Linked DNA regions of Anas platyrhynchos: region 2 is linked to region 1. Evidence: chromatin contacts called from public Hi-C data. All regions are on one chromosome and are shown on one strand. The core of a region is the stretch at or near the end of the contact, and the rest is flanking DNA. Distances in the headings are between cores, read along the strand shown. Region 1 has its middle 13 kb from the start of CFAP107. Region 2 holds the start of PDPN (podoplanin).

Region 1 (6,203 bases), core at 3,027-5,526:
GATTTTCCAGATTCAGAACTGCAACCAAGCTAGAGTGATCTAAATTAAATAAAAAGTGTTATTGAAGCAGACATCCACACTGAGTGGCAAAGCCATAACATTAGAAATACATTAGTTTGATTATGCTACATTGCTGATTCACTCACAGGAAAGTCCCCCAGCTTCTAATTATGACTGTCTCAGATAATTTATAAATTGAATTCTTAAACAAACAACCCCCTTGGAAAACACCTTGTAAAGTAACTACTGATTCCGAGGGTGCAACTTAAGATATCTTGAGGACCTTGACCATAAGAAAGTGCTGAACACCTGCTGTCTGGAAACACTAGCATTTTGAGGTAACCAAATAACTTCGGTAAGTTTGGAAATGCTAAATCTTACATGTAGCTTTAGCTCTTTACCTGGAGACCAGATCTTTTCTTTAATTTAAGGTTCTGTGGAACAAAAATAATAAGGGGGGGGGGGGGGGGGGAGGGAGGTGTATTACCTGCAACACTATAGCCATTACAGATACTACGTTTTAGGGATTTTGTTGGTTTACTGAGTTCTTCCTCTTCTTTCTTTTCCTTCCCATGCTGTTCAGAAATATCCTCACCAGCTATGAAGATTAAAGCTTTATCCACCAAGATATATCGTCTTCAGGCACATGCACCTAATCCATTGCCCAAACAACCTTGCAGTATGAAAGCTGTAGGTTATACTTGTTGCTAGAATTTATAGAATTGACCAGACTAATATTTTTTCTCTGTTTATTCATTAAAAATGGGGTTCTGAATAGTTTTTAAAAGCATTCACATCTGTCAGTGACTTGTCTTTATAAAAATCCATTCAAGTTTCTATCATTCAAGCTGGTTTGGTCAGTCTAAGCTACATGACACTTCTTTTCTCTCTGATTCGTTGACAGAACTTTTACAAACTAGGGAAATGACTGAGGAGATTACAAAGTGTGTGACTTTTCTAGGAGAAAGAATTTTGGGAAAAGCACTATTCCAGCTGTGTGAGTGCAGGAAAGAATCATTTTTAAAAGATGTTACCTATTGCTACTTTAAAGCTCTGTGAATCCCAAATCTCCAAGACTTTTCACTGATTTATTTAGGAAACTACCCAGGAAAATGTTTACAAAAAAGCAGAGAGGAGAGGGATGGAAATACATTTTAAAAATTTGAACAACTAGTCAAGATCAGCTAACAGCCTGTGGGCATTGGAAATTAGTAGATGCCACACTCCACATAATGAGAAACAATAGGAACAGATTTTTCAGAGACATTTCAAGTGAATTGGAAAAAAAAAAAAAAACAAAAAAAAACAAAAAAAACCACAACTTTCTTACCCAGTGAATATTCAGTAAATATTACTGATGTTTAAACAGGTGCTCACATCATATACAGTAGCTTTGCATTTTCTTCCTTCAGCCTGAGGCTGTACCTGACTTTAAAGAGTTAATGTCCTCTTATTCTTCCTTTTTTTCCCATCTTTCTCTCTCTGCCACTGGCTCAGAGCACTGGCTTTCATTTGAAGGGCACAGCATACTGAGTGATGTTCACATGATACCAATGACAGCAGCATGATAAGCCTATTTCTGACAGTGTGGCAAATTACTATTATGAAATCCCAGTACATTTGATTGCAGAGTGACTTTCAGAAGGGATCACACATAGCAAGGTTATGAAAGGCTCCCTGTTTACTGCAGTAATGCTGACTTACTGGAAAAGAATATCAAGAGCTCTTTAAATAAAAAGCTTGGGAGACTCCCAATTCACAAAACATTTAGCTAAATATATCCAGCCAAGCATCATATTTCTCTAAAATTACAGGAGAAAATTATCATAAAAAATTCTATGGCTTTTTTTTTCCTTTTGTGCCTTGGTAAAATGTGTTTGCTATAGATTCACTCAAAAGAGATCATTAGCTTGTAGCTGTCCTTCCCCTCTGACATTTCCCTCATTTAGGAGATTTCTGTTCTCCTGTCTCTCCAGAATTGCCTCCCCATTCCAAAGATCAGGGTCTCCTCCATCTGCATAGTGCCCAAATTAAAAGAAGAACAAGATTCATAAAAATAAAATCATGACAAAAGCAGAAGTGGGAAGAGAAATAGGGAATTTATGGATTGAGAAAGCATGGACATTGCCAGTAAGAGAAACATACTTGCAAAATAAAAAATCATCAGTAACCCACCTGCTGAATCCTTGTGAGTGCCCGAGGGTGTGGTAATACATGGAGATAAACTGTCCCTGCCCCAGACACCTTCCTTTTAAACTTATTTGTGCAATACCACAATCAGCAGAATATAAAAGAGCAGGCATTAAGTGGCTCAGCTTTGCAGCAGAATTTTTATCTCACCAGTGGGCATCAAGGTAGTTCCATATTGACATAGGTTTTTATTCCATTATCTAATTAATAAATATGATTATTACTTTTTCTAGACTTTGTTGTTACAGTATTTCAGTTGTGATAGCCCAGGTAAGTCTCTAATTGGTTTTGTTGCTCTTATTAATTACAATACCATCGAGTTGTGATTACTGTATTCAGAAGCAATGTTCTGATTGCTTCCCTTAATTAGAGCCCGTGTATTGTCTTTTACATAAAGATTTACATGAAGCTTCAGTTCAAGCACATTCTACCCCCTAGATAGTGAAATGTTGGTCTCTGCTACATCTTTGCAGTGTTATGAAGCATTTTTTATGCTATATTCTAGCCAAAGTGATGCAGTAAAGAGCTCAGCATGCGTGTGGATCTGATTAGGATGACAAATTACCACCAAAAATGTATTTAAAAAGGCAATAACTGTCCCTGATTTGGATTTGTTATAGATCAGAGATATTGAGGCAAGTAAGTTTCCTCCTAAGCAAGCTTTTAATGAATATGTGCTTTAGAATGAGGAATTTTAACAATTTCTCCACACAAATTAGTGAAGCAGCTACTTCATCAGCCTTGTCTGCCTTTCCTGAGGCAAACCTATTTGTCCTGGCAGGTAAAATTTGATGTGTGGCAAACTCAGGTATCCAACTGAGGAACAGCTTAAATGATGAAATACTACTGAAATACACCTCAGTTCTGTACGTAGGGATACAAAGTGTAAAAACCCCTAAAGAAGAAATACTTGGAATTCCTACAACTTTCTAGAACAGCAAAGGAGTATATTTTCCCTCCAAAAACCCCAAACACCTGTAATTTCCATTTCTTAGCACATGTAAAAGCTAAAACAAAATATGTCAATATATCAGGATACAAAAGAGACTCATTCCCTTTCTAAGTTGTTGCTGTTTTCTTGGCTGAGTAGAGCGTTCACATGATATTTATTTTGGGATACACAGCCAATACAATCTAGTTTGTCTGCGGGGTGGAATGTGGCTATTCCAGTCTCTTTGATTACTTTTCCCAGCTGAATTAGGGAATTGATCCCTTAGTTCAGCAAGCAGAGGCTTGCAATTTGATTTTGTATTCTGCCCCTGTTGCAATCTGAACGTATTTAGCTGATGAAGGAACATGGCTTCCAGATGTAGGAGGCCACAGCCGGTCAGAGTTCAGGCTGACAGCCCAAATGTCTGAGGTTAGGTGCACAGCATCAACAGCTATCGTTTTTAAAGGCTATTTTTTAAAAGTACAGGTCCTCAGGTTTTGTTTCCCGGGTGGCATGCTGTGCCGTGGAGAGGCCAAGTGTTGAAATGACCCCTTCAAACAAGCTTTGCCCTCAGCTGCAAGGCCTGAAAGCAATTGTCTCTGAAATCAAATTTGTGATGGCAAAAGCTTTGGTGCAAGTGAATGGATGTGGTAATTGCCTTTCCCTACCTGGGAAAAGGGATGTCATAACAAACTGGGGACTTTTTTGCATTTCTGACAGGTAGGTGGATAAATGCAACTTTTACCTCTGTTCTGAGTGGGCCCAGAATTTTACCTAAAAGTTTTTGGAGAGGAGGAATACTGGTGCTGCAAAGGGCAGTGTTTTATGGCTGTATACAGGCTGGGAGGAAGATTGCTATTACTGCTTGTGCTGACCAAAGGGGTACTGCTTTTCTGCCTGCGATGTTGACTACCTTAGGTGCAAAGAAATTGTCTAATCACAGCTGCAAAATGTGGCACAAGCTGCAAAACCCACCAAAAAGTTTGAATTCCATGCACTGTAGCTAAACTGCCCCAAGTACCCGGGTTTGCTACTTAAAAGTTGCTGCATTCCTAATAATGAACTCACATCAGTGACTTGCTTGTAGACCCACCCATGTCTAGCAATGCCAGTACATGCTTACTTGTGTAATTAAACACAGATGGACCACAGTCAGTATCTCATGCTAAAGTGTTTTGTAATCGTTTATGGAAAGTCCCAACATGACGAGAAGAGGAAGATGCAGGGGGTATTCAGCTTCTCCAGTGTGACTCTTCCTCTGGAACCAAATTAAAAAAATTTGGTGGTGCTACTCAGCTATCTGCCACTGTAATCTAATAACAAGAATTCTCAGTTTCAAGGTTGACTGGCTAATCATATAGGGTGCAATTTAATCTATACTAAAAAAAAAATAAAAATAGGTGGGAGGTAGGAGGAAGAATCTCCCCCAAAACATTGAAGCATGAGTTGATATAACAAAGGGGGGATTTCTTGTGAATCATCATAGTCTAGAAATAGAATTATGTGTAATCTCAATGCTTACAGTTCTAAGAACTGAATATTAACAACTTGACCATATGTTGAGAGTCTTTTCACTGTTTTCAATTTACTTTGGAATATATTGTATATAACGTACCTCATGCTGTAGAATTCCCAATTCCTCCCTGGAGATACAGTCAGGGTCCCTGCTGTGATATACCTATTACAATGTTATTTCCAGCAGAGTTTATGGACCTACAATGATAAATGGTGGTTTCACAGCAAATTTTTGCTTAGGTATTTCAACTTAGTCATCCAGTGTCTGATATTATGGTAAATCTGCATGTCGATATGTATTGTATATAGGCAATTTGTGGAACTCCTGACATAGGAATTCCTTGAGATATATAAAATAAGGAAATAATTGCTGTTGCACAATTCTAAAAGGAAGAAAATAATTGGCCATAGTGGGTCTCCTTAAAATGTTTGGAAGATTGTAATTACTCACTAAGTTTTGAAGAAAGAAAAATGTTATTTTGACCGTGAAGCTGGCGAATTCTACCATTTTGATTCCTCAATGGTAATCTCTGTAAAAGCTGCCCTACCTTGGGGCTGAAGCATATGACTTTGGTCTCTAAGGCTATCGAACTAGTACTGTAAGTCAAAACTACTTTCATTTTATAAATAAATAAATAAATAAACGTATTCTTTACTTGGCGACAAGCTGGCCCATTACTTAGGCTTTGGTGCCAGTGTTCAGATTTTAAAAAGGCCATCTCAACCCTCACAGGCATTTTTGACATTTTCCCATTAACAGGGTTGGTATTTGAGGGCTTGAGAGTGCTTTGTCTGTGTTAAGATTTAAACTTTTAACACCTTAGATCTGTCACCAGTTCACTGGAAAATGCTATTTTGATTTTCCTCATTAGCATCTCTGAAATAGGGGGGAAAATTAGCACATCTCTCATTTAACATTAACTGGAACATATTTTTGCCTGTAGCAGTTTGCTGATTGTGAGATTTCTGTACTGCTGACTGAGGTGGCTTTGCAAAATTCTTATAAATAGAAAATAAGAAGTTTTTTTTTCCTGTGAAATGACCAGCTAGAGAAAAAACTCATTAATCAGGGAAACAGGTACAGACCAACAACAGTGCCTAACACTGATCATGTAAACACAGGCTGACAATGCTGTCTGAACAATCAAGCAGAACACTTTGGTATACGCTAACATTTTGTCGGGGAGAAAGTTTAGTCAGGTGGTTAAAATAAGGGAATAAGGATCAAAATGTCTGTGTTGTTGCTCCAGCTTTCCTATTGACTAGCTGCAGGTGAATCACCTTGCCTCCCTGTCATTTAATCACTGACAAAGGGCCAAATTCCCCCTAAAAACTGTGGGAACAACACTTTTTGAATATATCCATGTCTTCAAATCATGGCGTGTGGAAGGTAAAAGTGACCACGGGGTAAATCATATGAATTTGTGTGACAGTGCGAATTGTTCCTGTTGAAACACTACAGATCGTTTAAGGCTGGATTGCATTAACTTTTTCTGTCTTTCAAGTACCCCGTAGCACATCAACTATTTTCAGGCAAAAATACTACCCAGGAAAGAGAAAGACCTCT
Region 2 (6,381 bases), core at 1,893-4,392, 48 kb before region 1:
AGCAGGCCTAGGGGAAAGTCTCCTGGGGTATTTATGCAGCAGCGATTGTACATATGAAGAGTAGACGTTAAAGTCATGGTTTATTTGCTCCAATAACTGAAAATACCGCAGGTACAAACCAAGCTTTTCATTCCCATTTGCACTCACGTGCATTTTGGTTGTTCACTTTACCTCTTACCTGCAATTACGGCATTTGTTTTTTCAGAAGAGTTTAGAGGTGCCTAACTTCACTGTTTAGCTTTACTACTGAACTGGCAGTGGCAGCTGGGTAGATCAAGATATATTTGGAAAAACCTTTTCTTGCAATTTCTCAATCCTAGTTTTTGATTTTGAAACATTTAGAAAACTTTGTAGACTTCCGTGGTTGACTGTAAACTTCAATTTCCTTTCTTACCATGTAAAAACCTTTTCATCTTGATTACCCTACCTGTCCATGTGCTAACCTTGAGACCAGACCAAATGTAAAGTAATATGACCTAGCACAGACCTGCTTTATTTCGAGGCTTGCATAAGGAGGCATTATTTAGTATTTGCCTCTGGTTAAGATCAGGCACACGTACAGTTGATGCAGCTCAAGTGACATGTGGAAACTTGTTAACAATCATCTTAATTTTTGTTCATGTTATGTGACAGCCCGTAGAGTAATCCTCTTATCCGCAATGATACTTGCACCATAGGAAAGGTTTCAAGGCAGGAAATGTGTTGCCTGTAAAACATTCATTGGAATACTTGTGCTTTTCATCATGTGATTAACGCCGTGCCCAGAAAGATTTTAGGCTAACTTCCATTTCATTTCTTTTGATCCTGTGTGCTAAGCTTTGCCTGAGGTTTTTATATGCTGAACAGGATCACAGAAAGACAAATGTGTATCTCCTACTCATTCAAAAGGAAATGCTTTAGTCTAAAAATTCATCAGGTTGTGTAGGGCGCTCAGGGCTGTCCTTGGGTGGTAAGTATGACCAAATACTTGGCTGGTTCAGTCAGGATTTAAATCATGAATGGATAATACAAAGTTAACGTGAATGCGTTTGTAAGTAGACAGTGAGGTAAGATTTGTTCTTAGGTTTTCTTTCTGTATTTCTGCTAATTTCTGTCATTAATTTTATTTGGAAGCTCACATATAAAGAAGGAAATGAATTAATTTTCTTCTTTTCCACATCGGTATTGTATTTTTATCCTTCACAGCTTTGTTCTGTATTGCTTTTTGACCCAGTTAAAAGAGCTTTATCCTTTCTGTTGGAAACCAAGTTACTGACTTTGGGATCAAAAATTCCTGTTATGATTTCTTGAGTTTGTGCTACTCTTAACAGAAATCTTCTGCTTAAAATGCTTTAACTTTTTTGGGTTGCGGGATTTCAACCTGATTATTGCTGGGCTCCTTAACTCAGAGTTGAGAGAAAATATCCTTAAAACCTCCCCAAAAGCCTTAAGATGGAAGATCTCTTTTCTTGGAGTTCTGCTATCTTAGAAACTGCTTACGATAATTCTGAAAATGGTGGTTTCTTTTTGTCTCCTTGTTTAATGGCTGTAAATTTCGGGATATTTAATACTGGTGCTTGCTAAGGACCAGCTAGCTGGGAGCCAATGATTTGAGCCTTAAGTTTCTAGGATGGAGAAATGCAATATTGGGAACTTGACTAACATTGATCAGTTTTAGATTTTCTGTGAAATTTTTGAGTGTAACTCCAACCTTTGAGACACAGAGAACACCAGGAATGCCAATTAAGTCACAAGCCAACATCTACACATCCTGCATATCGATACAGCCGTTATCTCCAGCAGAATGATACTGGTTGGCACCAGGCTAACATCAGGCCATATCCCAAAATCCAAGTCAGAGAAGAGAATTTATGCTTTGGAAAACTAGTGGGTTGAGTTTTGGGTCGCTGTGTTCAGAGAACTGATACCTGGAGCAGGCAATGCCCATGTCCAGCAGCAACACTTGCTGTGTTTCACCACCGCGGGCATGCTGTCTGCACAGGCGTCCCCTGGGCCCGTTGCCTGATGGCCAGCTCATTCAGACTGAGTCAAATGCTAACCAGACTGAACTTGAATGTGCTGTTCCTGGAATCAAGTACTGTTCAGGACAATTCTCATTACTGTCAGTAAATCACTCTTTGCTTTATCTTTAGTAAGACTTAAAATCTATTACATTTTAAAGTGTATTTGGTATTTTTCTTATAAAATTCAAAAGAAATAGTTCACGAAATTAACTTTTCCTGGGTAGATATATAACATTTCTCAAATCTGTCTTAGGTAATAATTCTTCCTCTCTTAGCTTCCCTCGCTGAAGTATATTGCCTATGGCCAACGTCTTACAAGCAGAATTCTCGATAAGGCTTTAGTTCCAAGCTGCGGTAATGCCTCTAAGCGCAGAAGTTAAACTCTTCAATGGAAAGATTTATAGATGACTTTCATAGCAGGCAGTTTCACCATCAAAATATCTGTTATAACTAAATTACTGCTTGCAGTCTTCTCTGCATATTTTATATGGTGAAACCGAAGACACTTCCAAGGGCTGCTGATGTAATGTTTTTGCTGGCTGCTTCCAAACTACTCCTTCCCTCACACAGATGCACAGAAGTCTTTTCTAATAGAGCACAACTCTGACTATCTGAAAACTTTTGATGCACCTCTTTCCTGCTACAGCATAGTATACACTCAATGGTAGCGTAAGAATTAAAAGGAAGAGTTTTATAATAAGGAGAGAGCAATTGTATCGCCTATTAGTAAGCACACAAACTGTTAAATTAAAGGAAATCACTGGAAATAATTTTAAACAAAGGTTTTTTCTTACCTTCTTCAGCAAATGCTATGAAAGGCACGCTCCCTAGAATGAAGATGAAGAATTGAACTTTAATAAACATCTTTCCTCGGCTTAGAGAAGAGCTTTCCACTTCTGAGACCAGATGGATTTAGATTCTGATAAGTTCTTTAGAGGCGGGTGAGAATTGAGAGTGCAAAAAGAAGTCACTGCAAAAACTACTTTGGTATTCCAAGTATTCCTTTAGCTGCTGTTGCTAAAGGGGGAAGGTTTTCCCAGATGATAACTATACAGCTAGAGCAAAGGATCTGAGTGGAGTCAGCATTTTTTTGTTTAGCCAAGGGGTGGGAGGGGAGCGTGCCTAAGGTGGTCTCAAAAAGAAGAGCCAGACCCGCCCTCTGCACTCTGTTTGGTCAGTACCAAAATTATGAACTCAGCCCAGGTTTAAAGTTACAGGAGCTGTCGTGGCTTTCAGAAGACTTTTATTTAGCAAAGGGGGGAAAGGGGACTTAGGCAGAGCGAGGTGTTCAGGGAGTTCCCTCCCTTCTGCAAACTCTCCTTAAAAATATTTAAGGGACAACACTAAGTATATTTTTCCTGTTATTTCCAGCAGTGAATTGATGGTGGTTTTTTTTATTTCAAAGTGTGCCCCTATGTTTATATAAGAAAGTTTGGTAATGAATGTGCTTTTAGAGATACTGAAATAGTTTTAGGACAGGGTGTTTAATTCTGTAGTAAATACTGACTGAATCTTTCTGCACGTCCAAGTCTCTTTCAGCTCGTGTCCTCAAGTGCCATGCTTGCTGTGCTCTAGCATTTATCTTTGCCCACAGGTTTCCAAGCCTGGGAGTTCTAATTTCACCCACCAGGGATAGAGGATTTCTCCTTTCCATGTGTAGCTATCAGTAGGACAGCTGTACAATTGTCTGTACAGTGCTGGTTACTCTTTTCTGGTAAACATTTTGTGCGTCAGCATCAAGATGCACATATGCAAGACTAGATGATCGCTCTACAAACATCTGTAACAGATACTGAACACTCTGCTCTTGTGTAGGCAAAGACTGCAGCACAGGGACTGGGGGTGAAGCAGGACTCTGGCAGTAATGACTTGTATTAATCCTTTTCTGAAACTTGGGCAAGTAATAATCTACTAAACCACATCTATTATTAAGAGATGTTGTGAGTTTTAATCAGCCCTCACATGGAAGCTAAATACACCAGTGTTCCTCCTGGCTGGGTGGCAGCCTCTTCTGCCCCCTCAGGTTCTGTACCTTGGTGTCCCGCAGCGCTAGGACACCAGTGCATGAAGCCTGGCAGCTGACCTACAGATCTGTTTCCTTTCTACTGACAGAGGGGGAGGAGGTAACCTCTGCAGAAGGATGGAGCAGACCTGTGGGAGAGGTTTTAACTTGGAAGAGGAAAAAAAAAAGAGAAAAGAAAAATAAAAGAAAACAAAACAACCGCATGGCTAGGTTATTTATGAGAATGGAATGCTTAGATTCCTATATGCATTTTCAGAAAGAAAAGTGATCGTGGTACACTGTGACAAACAAACTGGAACAAACCAGTGGCTGCTCTTAATGATTAGTTCAGATTCTCATCAAGAACAGGAAGAGGGTCTTTTTAAATTTCATCCCATTTTTCTCAAAGGTACTCTGAAAACAATTCATCTTAATAGTTATTCATATAAACAAACTTGTCCCAGGTGTATGAGTGGCCCTTTCTAAAGAAGGACAAGCTATTAGCCGAATTTCTTTCTTTGCACAGCTCTGCATGCCGAGCCCAGCACTGGAGCTCTTGGGCTCTCAGAAATCAGAGACTTCCAAGTTCCAGCTCCTTTCTGGTCCAGCCCACTCCTCAGAAAAATTTAGATAAATTCATAAAATAAGTGCAAAAAAGAAAAAAAAAAAGTTTACCCATAGATGCAAAACGAGTTAGTGAAAAAGCTAGGAATGTCTCTTACCGATTGCCATCTCAGGATGAAACTGTTTCTTAAGGACATCATTGACAGGAACTTGCCTGCTTCTGAGAACAGCATGGTGCTGAGCCAGGGTATTAAAGTTCAGAGGCATTGCTGAGCCCACTGATTGGAAACAAACAAAAATGCTTCCAGAAAGGCCCATGTACCCTTGGGAGAGGGTATGGAAATAGAGAAATGAGAGAGCAGTTTCCCTCTGAACTCCACCAAATTTAGGTTTTCTAATACAACGGTGGCTCACTGTGTCATAATTCTGTTAAGCCAATAGGTTTTGTGAAAATACGGGAATTATTCTAAGGTTCTGATTTAACAATCCATCTTCATTTAAAGCAGTACTTAACGTGCTTCGCTTTATAATTAAAAGTTGTGCGTACTTATCTGGAGGTAAGTGTTGTCTTTGCTGGCTGGTGGTGGACTTACATGTTTACTTAAACGCCGTTACAGAAAAGTTTAGGTCTGTACAGAGATGTTGCAATTTGGTCTTTTTGTTCAGGAAATGCTGTGATGATTCCAATGAAGTTTTTCAGCAAGCTCTTTCCAACAGGAGAATGCATGGATACACAGGATGTGCAGGGGTCACTGTTACTCATTTTTCTTTTGCTTGTTTGTGGGGTGTTGTGTTTTGTTTTGGTTTTGTGTGTGTGGTGTTTCAGGTTTTTTTTTTGGTTGTTTTTTTCAAGGCTGCTCTGCATGTCTTTAATCAGAGCAGCGTAAGGGAGGAGGTGGAAAGGACCTGAAGTACAAGCAGCCCTTTTGTTTTCATTTCATAATCTCTTCTTCCTGTCTGACCCTATCAGTCATTTGCGCAGCCTCATGAAAGGCTCGGGCTGTCTCCAGTGCAGTCAGAGCAAAGCGTGAAACGTAGCCGGGGGAGGAGGAGAAAATGGCAAATACATCCTGCAAAGTGTTACGTCCCTGTGGCAGAAGTTGGGTGGGATGATGTGCTTTCCTCTGCCTCAGTCAGTGTTGCAAGATGCCCTCAGGAGCACCAAAGGCAACGGGAAGTATCCCTGTGTCCTAAACCAGGCTCGGAGCCAGGCTGTTGGGCAGCAACGCCAACACCAGGCTGAGCAGTGTGTTTTTGGTCACTGGTGAGCACATCTGTGTACGGTTGTTCACACACAGCTGGAGAGAGGTAGGGAGTAGATTGCAGATGGTATTAGGGCTGGTTGTACCACCCAAGTGCACTCTTCTGAAAGTGTCGTTCTCTGTGGGGATCTCTCCTGTGCTATTGGTTTGGCTTTACCGTTGGCAAACTGCCTGGCGGAAGAGGATCGCATTTCTCTGCCGAATGAAATAATCTGTACGTGTACATTATGTCCCTTACGCTGCAAAAACCCAGCTCCAGATTTCCTTTCCCCACCAACAAACATTGCTATGATCCTGAAAGCGAGGCACACTGAGCAGGGAGAAGTGTCACCATGATAGCCGGGCACCGACTGTGCTGGCTGAGCTTCTGCTTGGAGGGGACTGGAGAGAAGGAGGGACTGTTGCTGCAGAGCTCCAGTGCTCTTTGTGCTGGGAATCTCAGGTAACAACCAAATCCTTACAATTTTCCTGAAATATCTCAGGAATCATACCCTTTTTTACTACAGTTGTCCCTAAAAACACATGGAATTATGTATCCCAAGGTCTATAC

What was found. Hi-C and Micro-C count contacts between places; a contact is called where the count stands out from the background.
Region 2: a Hi-C map of subcutaneous adipose tissue shows a contact between it and region 1, with 1.6 times the contacts expected there. The contact joins the promoter of PDPN here to the enhancer-like site in region 1. A contact is called at or near these places in 3 of 8 Hi-C or Micro-C datasets (F1 follicle, liver and subcutaneous adipose tissue).

The regions. Positions count from the first base shown.
Region 1 is chr22:5,700,679-5,706,881 of IASCAAS_PekinDuck_T2T, reverse strand. No RefSeq gene overlaps it. Among named protein-coding and RNA genes, the nearest start is that of CFAP107, 13 kb to the right of the region's middle. Within about 2 kb of position 4,276, at least 3 of the 8 cell types and tissues checked have an H3K27ac peak or open chromatin away from gene starts, as enhancers often do. A contact at or near this core is called in subcutaneous adipose tissue, where this site is marked.
Region 2 is chr22:5,747,631-5,754,011 of IASCAAS_PekinDuck_T2T, reverse strand. It overlaps PDPN (podoplanin), which reads right to left and starts at 3,142. Exons shown (of 6, transcript XM_005021318.6): 1 at 2,798-3,142. The coding sequence starts at 2,867.